Linked DNA regions of Anser cygnoides: region 1 is linked to region 2. Evidence: chromatin contacts called from public Hi-C data. All regions are on one chromosome and are shown on one strand. The core of a region is the stretch at or near the end of the contact, and the rest is flanking DNA. Distances in the headings are between cores, read along the strand shown. Region 1 has its middle 69 kb from the start of DIPK2B. Region 2 has its middle 200 kb from the start of DIPK2B.

Region 1 (3,843 bases), core at 1,021-3,520, 130 kb after region 2:
CTTTGCCTCTGCAATATTTGTTTGAAGAGATGAACAGGAAGTTTTGGGGAGTTTTGCTAACTCTTTGACAACAAGACTCAGCTTCCTCCGCACTGCTTGGAAGGATCTGCACTTATGGGAATGACTGAAGTGTCCTGAGGACAGAAAAAGAAACAATCTCGTTTTAAGAGGTTAATGGTTCCTGGATCCTGAAGGACCTACCCCTTGCCAAAACTTCTGCTTGCTTTTCTCCTCTCAGCTTTCATGCTGCTGTAAAGCTAGACAACATCTTTCCCTCAGCAAGGAAAAATATTGACCTTTACTGGTGTTGACAAATACAGCAGAAGACAAATCCAGATACAAATATTTTCATCCATTGCCACAGAAACTCTCTGAGAGCTATATAGCCTTGTCAGGTCAGCTGAAATGTGAACACAGTCCGTTGGCTGGGAAAGGATGGAAAGCCATCCATTTCTCCCTAATAAAGCAGCCCCATGTGCTCTTTTGCCCCTCTCAGGAGAAGAAACATCTCCATTCCCTCAAGCCTGCTTAGTTTCTCTTTTAGGTCAGCTTTTGTGTAAGAACGAAAGCAATGAAGCTTAGTAGCCATTGGAGGAGGTGGTGAAAAGCAGAGCAGAGGAGTTGGTTTTAAAAGATGTGCAGGTCAGGAATGTTATCCTTGCTGAGGCTTTGAGAGACAGCTGAATATCTGTATTACCAGAATTAGAACTGCTTTCTTTTAGCTCCACTTACAGCTCTACAACTTAAATTGTACTGCAATTTAAGTTTAGAGCTCAGTTCAAAAGCCAGTAGCTCCACAACTGGCATTGGTAAGGAAAAGAGGATAAATAAGCTAGCATTTTTTCCTCCTTTGAAATTAAAAACAATAAATGCCAGGATTTTCAAAATTCCAGGAAAATTCAGCCTGAGGGATTTTCTCTGTTGGCTTCAATAATCTTTGGATTCCATCCTTGGAGAGAACACTTTTAGAGCAAAATATAATAACAAGCAAGAAGAGCACTGAATCTCATAGCTGCTGTACAGCAGAATTAGATCTTGCTGCACTCCTGTGGAGGTCTATACACTCGATTAGGATAACATTTCAGCTTCTTTTAACTACTGAAATCCTTATTCTCTAATATCCAGTTGTGCCTATATTAGGGGAGTGCTATGACATGCTTGGGCTCAGAGATGGGGCCCAGAAGTAGGGACATCCTGGTGAGAGGAGAAGGCCAAGGAGACCCTCGTTTCAATTTTTGGTCCAAACACTTCTCTTTACCACCACTGAAAGGTAAATCATAGAATCATAGAATAGTTTAGGCTGGAAGAGACCTTAAAGATCATCTGGTTCCTCCTCTCCTGCCATGGGCAGGGACACCTCCCACTAGATCTGGCTGTCCAACACCCCAGACATGGTCTTTTCATGGGCCTGCCTGCTACAGAGCTGCATGGAAATCTTCCATGGTAACTTATTTCCCACCAGAAATAAATAAATAAATAGATAAAAATAAAAATGTTAGTTTGTAAAAAACAAAGGGTTTTATCAAAGATAAATAATTTTGAAAAGCAAATTTTTAGAGGAATTCTTCCAAGAAAGTCTCATCTGAATTTTCTGGAAGCAAATGTTTCAGTTTTCCATTTTGAAAGACTTTTTACTATGGTGGACTCCTACTTCAATAATGCATTAAAAAATCATGATTTCAAGGTGGAGTAAGAAAGAGGTATTGCGTTTTTATCAAAATGAAACACTGAGAGCAGTTCAGTGAATGCTGTTTTTTTACAGGTGGTTTGGGGGAATTTATTTTGGGCTCAGAAAATTTGGAAGAAAAATGGAGTGTCTTTGTTCCATTCTGAGAAAGAACAATTTTTCAAACCCATTGCTTTCCCTCTAGACCAAAAACTCTCACCCATCCCTAATTCTCAGAAGCCTGCATCTTTTCCTATGGTCAGCTGTAGCTGAGCTTTGGGTGTTTGAGGGGAGAATAACCAAAGGAAAGCACTGTGCTGTCAGGGCAATAGAAACTTTGGCTAGTGGCTAGGAGTGGGTGAGCCTGAGAATTACTCGTGCTTGCCTGCAAGTTGGCAGCATGTCTGGAGAGCATCCAGGATCTCCAAGTGCCCAGAGTTACAGGCCAGCCCAGGAAACAGCCTGCTTTAACAGCTCTGGGACACCCGGGAGGCCTTTTTTGGTTAAGTGCAAACCTTTACTCACACGCACACGCCCCACCTTAAGCAGCAATCCAGTCATTCTCAAAGAATGTCTTAAAAATAATTAAACGGCTTTACATCATGTTCCAGGAGATTAAAATTTTCTGCCTTGCATTTCTTAAAGCTACCAGCTTATAAGATAGCATGTCAAAGGAACAAAAGGTCATACGTGGCACTACTTGCTGCCTCCATCCGGGGGGAGTAGCCAAGCATTTTATTACCTCTTTTCTTGGCTAAGGAGAGGAAAGAAAAGTGAAATAGTCTTAGCTTAGGCTATGTAGTGTCCCCTAGCCTCTCTCATGCAAGTGTGGGGTCATGCATTTGGCATCACTTTAACTCCTGTTAAGTCATGGATGTCATCCAAACATGTGCTGAACATGAGGAGTATGTCCTCCTCAGGTGGAATTTGGAGATTCCCTTCATTTCTCCAGTATTTGTGAAAACAAACAAACAAAACCAGATTAGAAGTGAGGAGTGGCTCTAAATAATGTCAGTGTGGTACCACCTGCTGTGCTTGGAGGGCTGTTTTGTTTTTCAAACAAACTGACTATATTGTTCACATTCATGAGAATTAAATATTGGTCTTTCAAGACTATCTATCCAGGAAAAATAAAACAATGGTTTCATCAGCAATAGGCAGAAACAGCTGCTAGAAACGGTTCTCAGAGTAATGCACTGGGAATAAATGTCTCAACATCACATTGAGAGAGAAAGGATAACAGAAGATGAAGCAGGTCAGCTGGCACCTGCAGCAACCTGGCCAGCCTGCCTGGCCCCTGGGCTCACCAGGCAGAGGCTTCTCAGGGACCTCTGCACCAGCCATGGTCAGGGCACTAAGTCCTGGATCCCAGTTTGGCACCTCTGATGGTGGCACAGGACACTGATGCAGCACTTCTCAGCACTTCTCTCTCCCTCCCTGTTAAGTTCAAGTTTGATTTTTAATGCTTTTCAAATCAACTTAACTGTGATTCTTAGGGGAATCTCAAATTTCTTGTCATATTAGGATAACAAAAAATGTATGTGCCGTTGTGGGCCACTACATCACACGACTCCCTCTTGTTCCAGTCCCTGGCATCCCAAATCACAGTATGGATGCAGCTCTAATAACCTTTCCTGGGCAAGCTGCTAGCCTCCTTGGGTAGAGAAAGGACATGAAGAAGAACTAATATCCCAAGACAAAAGAAAAAGCTTTTCCAAATTTTTCTCTTTCTTCTCAAGTGTTTGATGAAAATGTATCAAAGAGCAAAAAGGGTCTCAAAGAGCAAATGACAGTGTACGGGCTTTGTGTCAGGCTCTGAATATGAAAGATGAGAAAGGAAAGAAAGAGACAAAAGAAAGGGAAGAAATAATAAGAAAATGAATAAAGGGAGGAAATGGCCAAGATATGAAAAGAAAGTGAGAAGCAAAATGGCTGAGAAAAGCGGGAGAAGAAATTTTGAAGGAAACGTGTGAGGCTGCAAAATAGTAGATGTACATGTCTCTAGTGGAAAACGGTCATTATGGGGCACGTACAAGCAAATATGACATTAAAAATTACACAATAGCAGATAAGTAAAGGCTGTGGGTAGGTCTGGATAGTTCTCCTCCAAATAAGGCAGCCGAAAATCAGCGTTCCCTTATTGCAGCTATTGTGAAGCTAAAGTTCACTTGTACTGA
Region 2 (3,893 bases), core at 451-2,950:
GTTGGGTTAGTGGATCAGATTGTTTTCCCTATCCCTGCAGAAAATACCTGTGCACCACAAATATTTTTCTGTTTTGTCTTGTGTTTTTTTATTTATTTTCTTTGGGGGGGGGGGGGGGAAGGGAGGCTAGAACTGGTTTCTACTTGCAGAACTATTGAACATTATGATACTTTTTAGTATAATACTGTAAAGCAAGGAAGTTGTTCTTTTTGTTTGACACACGACTGTTAACCAGGAGTTGTAGCTCTGTTCTTTCTTGGCTGTCTCCAAGCCTTCCTGTGTGACTTGGAGAAAATCATTTAGTCTTCTTGAAGTTTTAAGTTCCGCAACTATAAGCAGGAGAAAAGTAAGTTCTGCAAGAGCTCACTAATGAGGCCTTTTAATTCACGAGTGTTGTCATGAAGCTTTGGGATCCTGAAAAGGAAGGTCCCAAATAAAGGCAAAGGACATAACTGTTGTGTTCTTCCTTTTCAAGATTTGAAAGCACAGTTTAGAGAAGCCTCTTGAAATTCTGTTTCATTCACCCTTTAATAGATCCACCATCAAATATAAACACTTTTTTTTTTTTTTTTTCCCCCTCTGGCTCTCTTTCAGCTTCATTTCTTACTCCTGAGGAAAATCTACTAAAACTGGTCCATGGGTTTTTGCTAATTACTACTGTATGCCATTTTAGAAAAATGAAGAATAGTTAAGTAGTTGGAGGAGCTGTGCAGTAAAAGGGGCAGCTTTTGGACAATTCATGAAATAGTCGGTGCCTTTTAGTGGTAGGGTAGTCCTTCTGCTCATGAATTATTCATTTTAATGCTTTTGTTATAATGGCGACAGTGTTCAGTCTCTGAGGCTGTTCTGGATAGCCTTCCTCTGCTGAAATACTGCACAGCAGCGGCTACCGTTTGTTTTTTAAACTAATACATCTAAGTCAGTAACATATTGAGTAAATGTATTTTCATGATCAAGAAAATGAGAAAAGGGGAAGAAAAACAACATTATAACTAAGAGGGTCTGTTTTGCTCAAGGGTTTGGTTAGTTTACTTTTCTGGGAGCTATTTAGGGAAATCATTTAGAATAAATATTTTTACTGATCATTTTATTTAGTATTAAATGCAAAGTAGATCTATAGCAATAACACACATTAGCGTCTTTGCTCTGTATACCACTGTGCAATAAAAGGCAGTTTAAAAACAATCATTGTTCATAAACATATTAAGTTTTTCTTAAAACTAATGTTTAAAGATCGCTTTGAAACTTTTTTTTTTTTTAAGATGAAACATAACATAACCACATAACCCACACAGAAAATGTATATGAGTCATGTGCATGCAGAAATAAAAGTTTCTTTGTGGTATCTGGTATCAGTCTTTCATTAAAGCATGGACTTTCCTAAACAGAAATTCCAGTGCAAATGGTTCAGGGTTCTCAGCTCCCCCCTTCCCCCCGCCTCCCTACCCTTTTCTGGTGCTGACTTCAGCCGGTGCGCCTAGCAGGGCGCATTAGGGACCGTCCCTGTGCAGAGCGGGGAATTTGGGGCTGGGGACTACGTGGTACTGGTTTCAGTGGACAGAAGCGAGTGCACAAGCACAGCACGCTCTCTGTATAACGCAGTATAAAGCGTGGTGATTTCTCCTAAGCCATATACATACTCCTAAAATGCCTTCAAGCAACAGATAAGTGTGTGTGTGTGGAGGGGAGGACGGAAGCAGCGAGCAGATAGATGAACGATTAGGTCATTTGGATTTGGAATGAGGGTTTTTTACACTGAGCTCTCTCCTCGTTCCTGGCTGATCAGATTCTCTACACACACGGGGAGCTGAAACTGCGTCAGTAGAGAAAAGAAAACTCCATAGATGGATATAGTGGCAGAACTATAGGGAGTATCGACGAGGAGAAAAGTTTGAATTGAAAGTATATGCGGTTTAGGGGAATCTGAATCACGCAGTATTACTTTCGCTTTTTCTAGGCTTCTATTTCCTACGAATAAACCATCAGGGAGATAGAAGTTCTGATTTAGATAATGTCTTGCAGTCTCTGGAATAACGCATTCTGCGGGAGGGGGAGTCCTTGCTGAAAAGGTCACGCTCCACGAGCAGAGAGCCTTCCCCGCTGCCCGCACTCACAGCATTTCTTCTGCGAATGTCAGCTGTGGGGCTGTCCCTGAGAATTTTTCCTGGGTTTAGGTGGGTACAGCATGTAAAATGGAAGCAACGATAGGAACCCCTCCTTTCCTTTTTCCTGTAGCTCTGCTCAGACCATTCTCTGTTAGCATGGTAGTGGTACAAAGTGTGTGGTCTTTCAGCTCTGACTAATGCATTTTGTGCTGTGTGACTGAAAATGCCTCATAGCCTGCCAGGGCTGACTGAGGGCTGTGGAATGTGGTGCCTTTTCTCTGTTTCTCTGATTTTTTTTTTTCTTTCTTTCTTTTTTTTTTCTTTCTCTTTTTTTTTTTTTTTTTCAGAGAAGTGTGTAGGCAGTCTGTTGAGAAACCTCAAGATGCAGGGGAAATGCTTGCATGTTGTGGAATGTGGCTTCCCCCGGGAGACCCCCGCCAGGCAGGCAGTGAATGAGCAGGGCTGGAGAATGAGAAAGGGAGGAGGTCGGAGGCAGAGAGAGATAGGAAAGAGTGAGAGAGGAGGAAGGAAGGAGGTGGAAACGGAGGGGCCCGTTTCCCTTTTTCTGAAGCAATGACAGCTGGTTCTGTCCTGACTCACATGACAAAGTGCTGTGGAGAGCAGTGCTTGAGCTTGAAGCCAGCCAGCAGGGATGGTCAGCTGATTTTATTTTCTTTTTTTCCAGACTGTGGTCAGCTGATCTGCGGTGACTGGTCAGCCCACCAAGAAGGTACCTCAGCACGCAGGTAAGAGAGAAGCTGCACACTCTTAATGCAGCTGGGGGCAGGGGGTGCAAATGGCCCTAACATTGCTCGAATAGTTTAGAAAAAACGCTTCTGGTTTGCTTTGGTGTGTAACACTATGATTGTCTCTTTCAATGCTACTACTTGTGCTATTCAGTCTTGTTCTCTCCCTCTCTCTTTTTTTTTTCTTTTTTTTTTTTCCTTCAATCTGTCTTTAATTACAATTGGTACAAAAGCTTTATTGGAAAAAAGACCTATTGTGTGTTGCTAAATATAGACCTGGGGATTGCATGAACGTTGCTTTCTTACTTTTTGAATAAAATAACTTTCCGTAATTTAAGTGTGTCAAACTCATATTTAGAGGGGAATTCCCAAATACTTAAACTATGAGTCATAAAAAGTTAAAGTACCAGTACAACAGCTTAGGATAAAAACTCTGTTCAGTCATGGGTAGCTGCTTTCATATGTGTTGGTAGTCTTAAGAAAACAGAGGTGTGCAAAAGCTGGAGCATTTTTAACTCTGCTGACCAGAACCCAAAACATGCATAGCGTGGGCTAAACAGATGATTTGAGAGGAAGATTGTTAGAATGCTCTCAGTTTCATGCATGTTTTCTATCATTGTTTGTATCAAAAAACCTGGTGATAGTCTTATGTCCTGAGGGTGCTTCAAAGGACTCTGACTCCCTAATTACTTTATATGATGGAAAAGAAAAAGAGAAGGAGAACCGATAATAACTACACTTACTGCAAATAAGTGAAAAAATTACAAAATAAAAACACCTACTGGGCATTACAGATCAAAGTGTTTTTCAGCTGGTTGTATGCCTGACTATCATGCCACACTCCTTCTCTTTAAATATCACTATGTAATGCATCTTCCTTACCATTACTTCTCTTCAGTGAAAGATCTCAGGTACTCTCTGAAAGCTGGAATGTCTTGTGCCGAAAGATGCATTCATGAGTTTTTAAGATGAAAAAGATGGTCAAATCTTCCTAGCTCCGACGTGTAGCTCTGAAAAACTTTGTGTTCTGAGATTGAAGACT

The links. Hi-C and Micro-C count contacts between places; a contact is called where the count stands out from the background.
Region 1: a Hi-C map of liver shows a contact between it and region 2, with 1.8 times the contacts expected there. The contact joins two enhancer-like sites. A contact is called at or near these places in 2 of 7 Hi-C or Micro-C datasets (granulosa cells and liver).

Annotation. Positions count from the first base shown.
Region 1 is chr1:118,981,776-118,985,618 of Taihu_goose_T2T_genome, forward strand. No RefSeq gene overlaps it. Among named protein-coding and RNA genes, the nearest start is that of DIPK2B, 69 kb to the right of the region's middle. Within about 2 kb of position 2,271, at least 1 of the 3 cell types and tissues checked has open chromatin away from gene starts, as enhancers often do.
Region 2 is chr1:118,853,666-118,857,558 of Taihu_goose_T2T_genome, forward strand. No RefSeq gene overlaps it. Among named protein-coding and RNA genes, the nearest start is that of DIPK2B, 200 kb to the right of the region's middle. Within about 2 kb of position 1,701, at least 2 of the 3 cell types and tissues checked have open chromatin away from gene starts, as enhancers often do.